Linked DNA regions of Mus musculus: region 1 is linked to region 2. The links are chromatin contacts, called in public promoter capture Hi-C maps. All regions are on one chromosome and are shown on one strand. The core of a region is the stretch at or near the end of the contact, and the rest is flanking DNA. Distances in the headings are between cores, read along the strand shown.

What was found. Promoter capture Hi-C pulls out the DNA fragments that hold promoters and counts their contacts.
Region 1: a promoter capture Hi-C map of pre-B cells shows a contact between it and region 2. The contact joins the promoter of Ero1b here to the promoter of Wdr37 in region 2. A contact is called at or near these places in 2 of 39 promoter capture datasets (cranial neural crest and pre-B cells) and 2 of 484 Hi-C or Micro-C datasets (B cells and CD4 T cells).

The regions. Positions count from the first base shown.
Region 1 is chr13:12,564,365-12,572,057 of GRCm38.p6, reverse strand. It overlaps Ero1b (endoplasmic reticulum oxidoreductase 1 beta), which reads right to left and starts at 6,175. Exons shown (of 16, transcript NM_026184.2): 1 at 5,880-6,175. The coding sequence starts at 5,981.
Region 2 is chr13:8,866,302-8,873,319 of GRCm38.p6, reverse strand. Wdr37 (WD repeat domain 37) reads left to right here and starts at 2,276. Exons shown (of 14, transcript NM_172445.3): 1 at 2,276-2,450.

The DNA.
Region 1 (7,693 bases), core at 4,926-7,425, 3.7 Mb before region 2:
GCATCCCTGAATATACTCACAATTCCCATTTTAGTAACATTAATGTCATTTCAGTTCAATTCTTCTGCAAAGCTGTTGCTTTTGCTAACATTTTAGTTTGGCATCTATGATGATAAGTTTTATGTGTAGCTAGCTAGCTCATTTACTTTTCCTGATATAAACGCTGTATAATATGAACAATCACAGCTTACCCATTCCATTTTGTTCCATGCAGAAGAACAGCCCAAGGTATGAAAATCCTGATTCTGAAGATTCTATTGCACAAACCTAATCTTAGAAGGATACTCTTTTACAAAGTAAGTGTCTTTAAAGATGTGACTAGGGCAGACAAGATTGCTTAGTGGGTAAGGATGCTCGCCTGGCAACCTGAGTTTGATCCTTAGAACCCAAATGAAGTTGGAAACAAAGAACTCCTCTGACCTCTACATACTGCTAGTATATGGCAAGCAAGCAAGCATACATGAACGTGCAAACATGCAAACACACACAATATACAAATTTTAAAGAAAAATTTAAAGATATGATTAAAGGATCTTTTGTTTTGTTTTGTTTTGTTTTGTTTTTGTTTTTCAAGACAGGGTTTCTCTGTGTAGCCCTGGCTATCCTGGAACTCACTCTGTAGACCAGGCTGGCCTCGAACTCAGAGATCCTCTGCATCCCAAGTGCTGGGATTAAAGGTGTGCTGTACCACTGCCCAGCATGATTAAGGATCTTAAGGCATGAAGATTATATTGGATTAATAGAAAGAGACCAATAGAGTTAACAAAATGAATTCCTTGTCAGAAAGAGACAGGGGTACTGGTACAGGAGAAATCAGAAGAGTTTACAATACTGACAGTGAAGATACAAGAAGTCACAAGGCAAAGACTAAAGACACCCTTAGAAGCTTGGCAGAATCAAGAAACAGTTCTTACAGCCTCCAGGACTCCCACCTTATTGATAAAATTAAGGATATTATCACTGTAAAACTCATTTCCAGATTTTGGTCCTCAAAACCATAAGATTAAAAACATTACACTGTTTTGAGTGACTAAACTGTGGCAATTTGTTATAGCAACACAGGAAACAAATATATTCCACACTGTTTATAAATTTTGCTAAAAAGAAAAAACCTATGCAATCATCTTTGTACATATATCTTGGGAGACATGTGGAAGAGTTTATCAAGGTGATAATGTTGGGTGTAAAATTGCTCTAAGCACATATCAGCTTTATTAGAGGACAGCAGATTGACTTCCTAAGTTTTTATATCAAGTATGCATCTCACCACCAATGGTCAGGAGTTACCGTTGAGACATGCCACCCTGAATACTAATATTAATCTATGGCTTAATTGTTACCAACCAACAAGAACAAAGAGGTAGGAGGGAAGAGTGGAGTTCTGTCCTAATGATAATGTCCTACATTTATTTCTTTCTGATTCTGACGCTTGAGGTTGTGTGTCACCCAAATGTAAATGGTGGAGAATAAAAAGTTAGATGCGGTGGTCTACAACTAAGATTTCTTGTCTTCAAATATAAACTTGAGACTCAGGTACAGATGGGCTTTTAAAACCAAGTGTTCAGATAAGATGAACAAGAAAGACACAAACCTCAAGGGTCAAATGACTGGTGATCAAGGGCAGAGGAGAAACAAGCCAAGTGTTCTAAAGTAGACGAGGCCACTACAGAGGAAGTGGACCAGAAAAGTTAGCATCCTGGATACCAAAGCAAGCACTTAAGTGAGTAAAGGCTGAGCTGTAACAACAATTCTTCCAACAGGTAGAACCTGAGGTTTAGGAACTATACAGTCTTAGCAAGAAAGACACTGGGAACCCTCGACAAGAGAGATTTCAGGGCAGTAGAAGTACAATTTGGTACAGTCTGACTGTAATGAATAGGTTAAACAAAACAAGTCAGGAAAAATGAAATGAAGACAGCCTAGGAATTTTTCCAGATACAGAAATTAAAAGGGGCAGGTGGCAGCTCAGTCAGGAAAAGTGTTCAACAAGGACAAGAGCGCAGCACCAAGACCCAAGGTCATCTGCTAGGATGACAGTGACAGCTCGTTAAGGAGAAACTAATGAGGTGGGGGAAGTGAAAACATGGCGAGAACCACAGCCTTGAGAAGAAAAGAAGAAATGGACCCTAACACATGCTATAAGAGCACGAATGATTCATCCATGGCTATAACCAACAGGATCACAACAGTTGGTACAGAGTCCAGGAAGTGGATTACTCTGTGGAAATTCTCTTTTGTTAGGCGTGAAGCCGATAGGGCAGAAGAGTGGGTGACAAAGGATTATTTAGGAAAATCTGTAACCGTTATTTCTTAAGCTAGGTATAATCAGCTATTTAATTAATTCACCCTTTTAGTTTTAAATCTTACTTCCCTTCCCCGCTGGTCTTTTGAGACAGAGACTCAAGTAGCTCAGGCTAACAAGGAGTTGGCTCTGCAACTAAAGCCAACCTTGAACTTCTGATTTTGTTCACTCATTCTTGAGATTATGAGTGCATACCACCATACTTGGCTTAAATTTTACTTTGAACACGTCAATTTCATTATTTTTAACCTTCTGGCTATTCTTTTAGATGTTTAATACTTCTATGCTTTTCTTAAGTACACTAAAACTGATATTAAATTACCTACTTAAAAATTTCAGAGCCTAAGGTATTGTCTTGAGTGTTTCCACTTATAGGTGTTCCTCAACTTTCCATGAGAAATTGCTCCCCTCCCAATAAACCCACTAAAACAAAAATATCAAATGGAAATGCAATTGAGACACATAGCCTACCATACAGCATGGATCAGAACCTCAGGAGACAACTTGTGGAGTCTGAGTTGTTTATTATGCTTGTGTTGGCATAGCTGATGGTGAACTGTTGCTCACTGTCCCTTCCTAGCACTGAAATTACAGAACTAGCATAACAGAAAAAAAAAAGTATCAAATTACGAAGTAGTTTCTACTAAGCAGATATAGCTTTCTCACCTGTGTAATTTAAAGAAAAAAAAAAAAGTCCAACCATCGTAAGCCAAAAATTCAACCATCATAAGCCGGGGGCTATTTGTATCTGATTCAAGGTACCTAGTGCCTTGTGGCTTGTGATAACTTTTTTTGGCACGCTCCTAGCTGTTTACTCCACTGGACACTATCTCTGAAATCTCTTAAGTCCTTGAGTTGAAAACACACTTCTCTAGGAGGAACGGATATTTGCTCTCTCTGGTAACCTGGGCTTGCTGTGAATTCCACTTCTAGCCAAAGCTCATCCTAGCACGAGTGATACAGAGTAAGCCTGAAAAGGCACGTGAGGGAGGGGCTGCTCACAGTCACAGCTTCTCAGCCGAGTTTTCAGCCCCTTCTTCGTAACTTTTTTCCTTTTCCACAAAATGGGGCTCATTTTCCATTCACACTTACACTAACAATGTATCTCTTTGGGGGTCTCTTATGATTTTTCCATTTTTAGGGAAGACACTGGTGTTATTTCTTACCAATTCTACCTCCACGAAGCTGTGAGACTAAAAGCTTGGTCTTCAGGTTTAAAAGAAACAAATCCTCCGGGTAGTGGAATGAGTCCCACATTTCTGACCTCCATTTAGTGGGGAGCTCTGTGTTCCTTGATTTCATGCCACCTCAGATGGGCATTTTAAAGGGTTTCAAATATATTTGACAGAAATATCCTTTTACAGGAAAACTGTATGTTAGCATGCCATGAACCATATTTGCATTTCATTTATAAGAAAATGGGGCATCAGATATACAAATGAACATCCTCTCACATAGTCAAAAACATTTTCCTGCTTTCAATATAGAAGGCAAAGTACCTATTTCCTTAAATGACTTTGATTTCTTGTGAACAGAGGTGTTTGTTCAACAATTCTAATTCTTCCTCTTACTTTTACTCTTTCTCCCCCTGCACACCCCGTCCCCCAAGTTTAGGATGCATGAGAAGTAGAGGAACTGTCTATGTTCCACCTTCTGATTGTCTGGTCTCTGTTTTTCTGTCCACTGAAGCAAGTATGCTGATTTGTTAATGCTGGGTAGAGCATAAAGGGCTACATTAGGGCCCCAGTTTATGTAACTTAATAAGCCAATTAAGCTCTCTGAACTTCACTTAACCACCACAGCCTTACACATGATATGTACCAAATAAAATGAGGTAATATATAATTAAACATGTTACAGGTTAAAGTGCTATCTAAAAATGACATCAAAACTGTATTTAGAAGAACAAAATATACTTTTGTAGACAGGCACGGTGTTACTTTGAAATGCACAAATATTTTATTGTTGATATATATATTACAAATATATATCAACAAATAGAATTACAGGTACATTATAAACCACTAATTACATGTGATTATTGGTAGCTAGAGAAACCTTAAGTGAAGCTTCTAGACTAGTGATTTTAAAAGTATACAATTAATTAATGACATATATCAAGCAAGAAAACAAGAAATCAGACTTTATTTAAAAGTTCTAAATGTAAGCTCCACTCAAGTCAAACACTCAAACTAGTAACTACAAAGTAACTTTGCTATTGACAGCCTAGGAAATTTATTTTTTCTAAATCTGATAGATACACCCAGAATCCTATCATAGTGTTTGCCAAGCCTGACTAAAGTATAGTGGAAAGAACAATTGCATCACAGACACTTACAAGGCTTGTTTAAAATTCTGATTCCTTGCTCAGTTCCAGATGGACTCAGCAAGCTCCACGTTTAACAAAAGGTTTCTTTTCCTTTCCCTTTCTTCCTTCTTTTCTCTGACTGGTTCATTGTTTAGTTTTTTGAGAGAGGGTCTTGCTATGTAGTCCTGGCTAACCCAGAATCTCAATATGTAGGCCAGCGTCCAACCTGCGGCAATCCTACTGTTTTTCCTACTGTTTGTGTTTTTTACCCCTGAGAGCTGAGGCTACAGGTGTATGCCACTGTTCCTAGCTGTTTATTTTTATCAAATCATTCAAGAGAACTCACACATGGACACAAACAGAATATTCTTGTATTCTAGGACTTCATGCTGGACACCATAACACCATGAACAAGGCAGAAAAACATGTTTACACGGTTACTCTCACAGTTACCATCATTTTTTTTTCTCTTAGCAATGAGTGTTAATTGCTTCAAACTGCATGCCCCTCATTATCAGGCCATCTGAGACACTTTTGTTTTTCTTCGGTTTTGGCTCTTCGAGCTAGCACTTTGCAGCAGGTGCAGACAAGATATAGCAGCATCTGGCAACCTGTTCAAACCTTCCTCACTAAAAGAGGCAGAGCTAACCTATCTCTTTTCAAGGCAAGAGGCTGTGCTTTGGCTTTCGAGTATGTAGTGAACACTTCAGTAATACCTGCCTAACCAAGGCAACGTCAAAGTCTACCGGACTGTCCAGCCAGCAAGCCTCACTATAGACTTAAGAAGCCCACAGTAGGGGCCTAGGCCCTCCAGTGTCATAACTGGGCTCACCTGGCATGCCACTTTGCATACGTAGGACAGGTGGATAATTATAAAGCGGGTAATGCCTATAGCTATCTCTAGAGCACAAGTTCAAGGAAATGAAGTAATGCCCCCTCTAGCCCAGGAAGAGGATGGAGGGTCTGCCTCCCTGTCATCTGAGGGAAGGATGTCAGAGGTTTGTGTCCCCAACACCTTCACCACTCAAGACTTGTGTCTCCCCGTCACCATCACAAAGATAAAGCCGCTAGCGCTTACTGGCCGTCACCATCTTCCTCTTCCGTAAACCATCACCACGCGTGTCGTGTCCCCGCGCCCGCCGCGCTTTACAGACGTTTCCCGCACTAGCCGGCGCGGTTCTCAATCCCTGGCTGGCCACTCGCACCTGCACCTCGGCCTCTCGGCGACGCCGGCGTGACCCGTCCCCTGCCTTTGGTCCTCGGGCTTACCTGAGTCTTGACCAGACTTGAGAGGAAGCTCAGGGTGACAAGCAGTTGCACCGCGGCCGCCGCCCCCTGCCCAGTAACGGCCCGGCGGAACCCCGGACTCATGGTGACCTCGGCCGCTGCCGTCGCCTCGGCCGATCGGGGCTGGGGAACGACGGCCCGCCGCGACGACGACAGCAGGGGGCAGTGCCTGGGAGCCGGGAGCCTCCAGGACCCGGGGTCTGAGCGCCGGTCTCGGGCAAGGAACACTCTACCGTTCGCAGCAGCAGCGACTGATGTACCAGTGCTGCGCGCCCCCGCTTCATCCCAGGAGGCCCCGCCCCCGGCGTCCTCAGTTATGATCACGCCCTCTGCGCAAAGCCTTCTGGGAGTTGTAGTCCCTGTAGCCCCTTGGGGCCCCCCCACAGTGGGAAGGTCTTGAAAATGGAGAACTACAGGCTCGGAGGTCGCTCTGCCTCCCTGAGGCGGGGCTCCGCGGCGGCCAATGAGGCGGGACCACGAGGCCTCCAAAACACCCAGGAGCAGGCGGGAGAGTGGGTGCTGTTTTAGGGGTTGGCCTGAGGTGGTGGAACCTCTGTTTCGTCGCTCTGAGAAACAAGACTGTCCACCCCCATCCCCGCAGGTCTTCAGGCACTATGCCAATAGCTCTTTGTCACCGCTTGACCTACTGGGGCCAGGATTTTCTCGCCAGGCCGGCCGAATCTTTGACTTGCTATTCCCAAGAGCTTTCTTTGCCTTTTTTCTCACCTCTGCAGCTACCTAAAACCACCTGGCATCTTGTCAGGAAGTCTTCAGCACCTCCTTCATGTCACATGCCCCAGAAGTATCATTGCTTGGTGTCTCCACTACTCCTCTACCAACACCAGAAAATCTATAATACATTTTAAAGGATGAAGGAAAACCCCAGTCTATACAGTGAAAAACGAAGAATCGGGATAAACGCACAGAAAAGCTTAAAGGGACATAGACTATCCCAAATGTAACACATTCTAGATGGTTTTGTGGTCTTAATTACACCTCAAATATTGTTCTGGGATTATGTAAGGTTATGTACATAAGCTTCCTGTAGTCCCTAGCAAATAAGTGATCAATTAATGGTAATCGCTAACTTTACCGATATTCCTGAGTTATAGGAAACTTACATTCAGTAGTATGTATCAATTTGTCATTGTTGATGTAACAAATGACCAGAAGGGTAGTGATTGAAAACAACCCCAATGTATTATCTTACATTCTGGAAGCCAGAAAACTAAAACAAACTGCATCCATTTGGAATATTCTAGAGAATAATGTTTCCTTGCTTTTTCTAGCTTCTATGGCCAATCAAATTCCTAGATTCAGGACCTCACATGACACAGTGGCATAGCCTGCTTTTGTCGTCTGTGCTTTCTGACCCTATCTCTCTTGTGTCCCTACATATAAAGACTTTCGATTGCATGGTGCTCACCCGGATAACCCAGGCAATTTCCTGATCTCAAAATCCTTAATCACATCTTCAAAATCTCCTCTGGCCTCTCTGGTAACATGAGAACATTCGCATCCATGATTCCATCTAGACCCACTGCATGATCTGTAGGGTCAGCCAGAAATGAAAGTCCAGGGGAAATGAGAAGACTTTTAAGGCGGAGACAACAGAACAATAAACCAGTCCAAGACCCTGGAACTTCACAGGCCATCTTCCCATGTCACCAGCTCCCTTTTCTCCACATAGCTAACAGAGAACTGTGTGCGACTTGCTTCTCAAAGCTGCCTTTCTATGCTCTTCATCGCTCTGCGCTTTGGGTATGCATGGGACTTTCCTCAGGTCCCTTTGTGCT
Region 2 (7,018 bases), core at 1,027-3,526:
AACATTTTGTGCTACTCCCCCACAACCCCCTTACCTTCTAAACCTTTGAATCTGTTTTTTCCTATAAAAAGCCTGCCCTAAAAACAGACTGGTACCACAAAATTAGGTTCCCGAATCCTTTTTGTGGTCCTGATTGATCAGTCTTGGAGTGTGTGTTCTACAAACCATTTTTGCTTACCTGAGATCTGTGTTCGTATGGTTTGTGATGCAATTTCTGAACCTCAACAACAGTCAATTGTAACCTGTGGGTGCTGGGAACTGAAACTGGGTCTTCTGCATGAATACTCAGTGCTCTTAACAGACAGCTACCTCTTAGGGTTTCCTTGCTGTGAAGAGACGCCAAGACCACAGCAATTCTTACAAAAGACATCTAACTGGAGCTGGTTACAGCTCTGAGGTTCAGTCCATTCTTGTCTTGGTAGGAAGAAGGGCAGCATGCAGGCAGACATGGTACTGCAGGAGGAGCTGAGAGTTCTACTTCTTGATCTGAAAGCAGTAGGAGACTGAGACTCACTTGCCAGACTTGACCTTCTGAGACCTTAAAGACTGCTCTCAGGCACACACTTCCTCCAGCAACATCCCACCTACTCCAGCAAGGCAACATCTCCTAATAATGCCACTCCCTCTAGGCCTATGGGGGCCATTTTATTAAAACCACCACGCTTTGTTTTTTTTTTTTTTTTGGTGGAACTCTAAATATACCAAAGATAAAATGTACTTCCATTAAAAGTATCTTAAGTGGCACCCAAATGTGGCTGCTTTGTTGCAAACTTAGTGGAATGCTACTTGGATATGGAACTATGCTTTACAGTACTTTCTGCTGGCTATCATTAACAGCAGAATGTCTTATGCATTCTTTGTTACTAGTTAAAATTTTCTTAAATAAATATCACAGCCTCCAAATTTGACAGTGATTTCTCTGAGAAGCCAAATCTTTTTTTTCTCAGTTCATATTTATAGACTGTTACTAGTGATAAGCTTTGTATACTATATTTTTTTTAAAAAAAGATTTATTTATTTATTTTATGTATACAAGTACACTCTAGCTGTACAGATGGTTGTGAACCACCATGTGGTTGCTGGGGTTTGAACTCAGTTTAAGAGCAGTCAGAGCTCTTAACCATTGAGCTATCTCTCCAGCCCCCTGAATATTATACTTGATACACAAGTAACCCACAATTTCTTGTACAGAATGTTTTGGTTATTCGAGTCTCCAAATACGATAAATTTATTTCTTCTCCAGCAAACATCTTGCATTACTGCTTCTTGAATCTGAACCTTCAGTTTTATCTTATAGGAAGAATGTTGACCCATATAGAAGGAAAATACTATCATGCTTTTACTGTAGGTGAGTTTTAAACATCTAGTTCAAGTTGCTCGCAGAGACAAGGCTGTTTATGTAACAGCTCCATTCTGCTATGTAGGTCTTCCCAACCCTGATTAACGGGGAAAAGCGGCTCAAGTCCCACCTTTTGCAGTGAACAGCTGATTCTATTTTCCCCTCTTAGCCAATGGTGATCAGATATTTCAGAAGGAAACTGGGTGAGTCATCTTCTGCAGATAAGCTGAAATATTAATAGTTCTATCTCTACCAGGCTCTCCTGCAGCCAGCTAGCAAGACTCCCACTGAGCCCTGCCTGAGGAGCCATTCCTAGCAGATCAGCCTGTAAAGCAGTTGGATTTGAGAGATTCTGAAAGCGATTACGTTAAATAGTACACTCGACTTTGCATTTTAATAGATTATTTTTCTTACCAGTTTTTGGGCTGTGCGAGTGTTTAGGACAGATGGACTTAAAACCTGCCTGACCGTGGACCCCTCACCGGAATCCCTGCAGTGGTAAGTACCCACGGTCCGGGAGGCTGTGTGTGCTTCTCCCTGTTACCGACGCTACAGGGTCTCGGGGAGCAATTCGTGCAAGGATCGCGTGTACCGTTAGTGTGTGGTGCAGAATTTGGGGTCTAGCAGTGCCTGTAAGCACCTTGGGAAAGCTCCTAACAGGGAAAGCGCTGAGCCTACTTGCGCCACCAGGGGACGCCATACTCGTTCTGCAGTCACTCGCTGGGTCTTGGCTCAGCGCGCTGCTAGGCCATAGTTTAGGTCTCCAGGACCCGGCGTCAAAGCCGAAAGCCAAAACAGGAGACTATCCCGCGGAACAAGCCTGTGGGACTGAGCGAAGGAGACCAGGAAAGAACTTCCGCAGCCGTTGGGCATGGGGCGGAGCTTCCGGTCTGTTTTTTTTTTTTTAAGGACCATCTCTGAGGGCGGGACTTCCGCAGTTACCGGAAGTACGGGCGCGCCAGTTCGGGTCGCCGGGTTGTGTCAGTGCGGGAATCGGCCGGTTTTTTTTCCTGCTCTGGGTCTGCCTCGGGAGCCTCGTCGCGGGGGGATCTACGAATTGAGTGCGACGTAGGCTGGTTCCAGGCGGACGCGAGTGCTGCTGCTGTGACAGGTGACGCCATCTTCTCAGCTGTCTGGCTTGGCATCCTTCTCGGGCGCTCGGGGGATGTCAGGTGTCCGGGTGGCGGTGGGGACGAGGCTTCGAGGTGGATGAAGGATACAGTCCTAATCCTGCGCACTCTCTCTGGCTCCCTGTGTACTCAAGTGGCGTCTACCTGGCTGTCTGTGTCCCGTGGGAAGCCCAGAGTTTTCGAAGATGGTGGCCTTCGATCCCGCAAAGACGGGGTATGGCCTCTGGGAAGGAGGAAGGGTGGGGGGCGGAGATGGGGTAAGCAGATGCTGAAGTGGTAAAACCCCGCCACGCCTTTGTTTCTCTTTCTGAAGACTTCCTTTTCTTCCCCGTACACTTCTATTTCCTAAGTTTTAAGGCATCATAATGGGCCAGTTTTACCAAAAAGTTGCATAAATATGCCATTTCACTTCGCGAGCAGACATAACCGAACGATTGATCAGGTTCTTAGAGGTTTTATCATCTAACTTGAACTCTTCGATGTTTCTTGTGCTTGAAGACGAGGACCGTTAGCTCTACACCACTCACTCTCTTGCCCGGATGTAGATTGCTAGGCAGTTTCTTTGAAGTTCAGATGGGTTTTCTTTACATTGCTTATTGTGGCCTACAAAGTATGCCATCAAAGCGGTACTGAAACCTTTTTACCTCTAAGCAGTACACCTGGTGATAATAAGCCTCCAGGATACTTCTCCCTTTTCTAAGAAATCTTCTATTATGCTACCTTCCTTGCTGTTTTGGTTACTTTGCCGATCACATTTTCAAGTGTTTGTAAATTCTCTTTGACACCTAAGCCACATACTTGAGCATAGTATATATAAATATAACCTGACCAAAGTAAGTAGAGGCCTTCTATTAGTGTTGCCCATAGGAGACGCAGAGCAGTGGCCAGTGGCCACATGAAATAACAGTGTGACCTTGATGTTTATGACAGCTACGTTTTTGCAGTGTATATCAAGCCTTCTTGCATAAATTTCTGGACACAGGACCTAAGTATGCTTCCTTTGGTTTTCTTACTCTGAGATGTTACTTCCTTTAGTATAGGTACGTTGGTCTGTTATCTTACTTTGCCCTTGATTTGAGGTAAAATCCTTGGGGTTGGGTATTTCCCCCAGCAGTGATACTAAGAGTTTTGTTAGTTGTCCTGTCCTGATTTATTCAAAGAAAGATATGCTTTCTAGATTTGAATTTCTTTTTTGGTTATTGAGAAAAAAATTCTTGGTGGTAGCTTATTTAATTACTGATGCCTGTCAGCTCAGTGCCATCCTTAGACTCGATAAGTGTGCATCATTTGCCTTCATCTCATCAGTGACAGAACATTTTAAGTAACTTAATTCTGGTGACAGATTTCCAAGGTTGCGTGTAGAGACCATTCTCTTTTCTGTTACTGGTTAGATATTGCATTGATTCAGCCCTCTAGAAGTTAATTTTAAAAGTACTATTACAATCAACACTTAAAATATTAATATTATTAATACCTTTATTGAACTTTTGGAGGTTCAGTGACATTTTATAGTTTATACTACCATCTGCAAATTATATAACCATCTTTTTAATGTATAACTAACATTTTTGGGATAAACCGGGTATTTATTTTGAAATAAATCAGTTTTTTCTTGTTGAAAGAAAATTAAAATTCTTCCTCCAAAGTATGAAATAGAGAGTAATGTTTTATATTATCTCAAATAAAAGCATACATTGTTTGTTGTATTGCTTATAAAACTACTTCAGCAGGCTTCCTGTTTGGTTGTATGTACTTAATAAAAATCTGATACTGTAGGTAGTAACACCTTACTGTGGAACATACATACTAAAAAGAGCCTTGAAAAGAGAGAGAGCTAAGTGTTCATTGGTGCGGTTTAATGTTATACCATTTACCAAGGTAGTGAATTTGGTATATTAACAGTGTGTGTAGAGATTTTATTCATTTGTTAAATATGTTGCACTAAAGCTGGACATGTATTGTTCTGCCTTGTTTATAAACAGCAGAGAAGAGGATATGCCCATGACAGCATGGAATAAGGACAGATGAGTTTGGCAGGCCAACCAGTTAGGAGTGCAGGAGAAACTATATTGCAGCTTTACATTTAATGTACTGATCTGTCTTACTGAACTGGGTGAATTGATGTGAGTGTTTGAAAGAAAGTAATTACCTTTTGGAGCTTTAGATTCTTTCTTTTTAAAAACATATATAGGTGAATTAGTGCATAGTAAAAGTAACTTTATAAAATAATTTGTTTGGTGTGATGCTGGTGATGAAACCCAAGGTCTCAGCTATGCCTAGCAATCAGCCTCCTTCCCATTGAGCTACATCCCACCCCAGATGTATTTTCTCTTTTTTTATGAGACAGTTCCTCTCTGTGAAGCCTTGGCTGTCCTGTCTTGGGATTCTCTATTTAGACCAGATTAGACTGGCCTTGAACTCAGAGATCTGCCTGCTTCTACACCCCCCCTCCCCCCCCCCAGTGCTCGGATTAAAGGCATGCACCATTATGCCCAGGTAGACCTATTTTATTTTCAGAGTGAAAGAGTTTTCTTTCTCTTTTGAGCTACCTTTTGTTTTGCTTTTTTTTGTTTTGTTTTGTTTTGTTTTTCGAGACAGGGTTTCTCTGTGTAGCCCTGGCTGTCCTAGAGCTCACTCTGTAGACCAGGCTAGCCTCGAACACAGAAATCCGCCTGCCTCTGCCTCCCTAGTGCTAGGATTAAAGGCATGCCACCACGCCCGGCTTCAGTTACCTTTTTAATACTGTCTAGTTTGTAAAATACCATCAGACTACAAATTGAAGTTGAAAATTCTCCCTCACAGTGGTTTTGTGTGAGGATCAGTGCCTCTGTATTTGTGGATCAATTTCAGTCTCATAAGCGACAGTCTGTGGTAGTTTTTCAACCTCAGGTCGACCCACAATTGACTTTCTCCCCTTTGCTTTCCATTCTTTCTGTTTTCACTTGGCTAGCTTGTGCTCTGTGTATACCGCTTGAGTATTTCTTGTACAAGTGACTACTGTCTTGTGTACCTTCTTGCTAGGATCACAAACCCCAAACCTCTGAATTTTTTTAGTAATTCAAATATTTAATTAATTGTATCCGCATGAGGGCCATGTGAGTGCAGTGGCCACAGAAGCCAGAGAGGAAATCAGATTCTTTAGAGCAGAGATTCTTAATTTGTGGGTTGTGACCTTCACAGGGGTTGCCTAAGACTATTGGAAAACAAAGATAATTACATTATGATTCATAACAGTAGCAAACTTACAGTTATGAGGTAGCAGTGAACGTAATTTTATGGCTAGGGGTCACGACAACATGAAGAACTGTATTAAAGGGATGTAACAGTAGGAAGGTCAAGATTACTCTAGAGTTGCACGTGGTGGTGAGTTGCCTGACCGTTCCTGCAGTGAACTTGTTTCCTCTGGTAGAGCAGCATAGGTTCTTAGCCTCTGAGTCATCCTTTTATTTTTTTGAGACAGGGTTTCAGGTAACCTAGGATGGCCTTGAACTCCCTTTTCAAGCAAGGCTGGATTTGAGTTTTGATCCTCCTGCCACTTTCTCTCTAATTACTTTTTGTTAATACATGGTTAGTTCATGTTAGTACCTGGTTTGGCAGCTGTCTTAGTGAGGGTTTCCATTGCTGTGAAGAGGCACCATGACCAAGGCAACTCTAATAAAGGACCACATTTAATTGGGGCTGTCTTACAGGTTCAGAGATTCAGTCCATTTTCATCAAGGTGGGAAGCATGGCAGCATCCATGGCACTAAAGAATGAGCTGAGACTTCTACATTTTTGTTCTGAAGTCAAACAGGAGAAGACTGTCTCTAGGCATCTAGGAGGAGGGCTTCAAAGCCCACCTGCACAGTGACACACTTCCTCTAGCAAGGACACGTCCACTCCAACAGGCCACACTTCCTAATAGTGCCACTCCCTCAACCAAGCCTATTTAAACCAGCACAGAAGCCGTCACGTACTTCCATTTTTTTGATGTAGTGTGAATGGAAGGAAATGATACTAGGAACTGGAGTAGTTACTTTTCTTATTACCGAGGGAGGCCGGGGCCAACTTTCTGACTCAAAACAACTTAAGCAAGGGAGGTTTGTTTTGGTTCACAGTTGAGAGGAATGCAGCCCATAGAGACCTGTTGTTGGGAGTGTTCCAGTCCATGGCGCCAGTGAGGAAGCACAGAATTGGTGCTCTGCTAGCTTTCTTCTTCCCTCTCATTGAGTCCCGGACCCCAGCCCAAGAGAGGTGGCAGTGAACAGAGCTAAGATGTGTGTCTTCTTCTCCACTCTCTAATTTTCTCTCACAGATACAATCAAATGTGTGTCTCATTAATGTCCTCTGTATTTTTAGTTCAGTTAAGTCAGCAAGCATAGGACCAGTACAGATTTCTGGGGGGAAAGATAGAGGTTGGAGGTTGTAAATATAGAGGCAGAAGTAAAGATGAAGATAATGTCACAGAGAAAGACTGATGACAGATTACAGCTACCGGGAGGAGCTGGTGTTCCTAGTGTAGGAGCTACAGGTACAGAGACAGAAGTTGTGGACCTACCAGACATGTCTG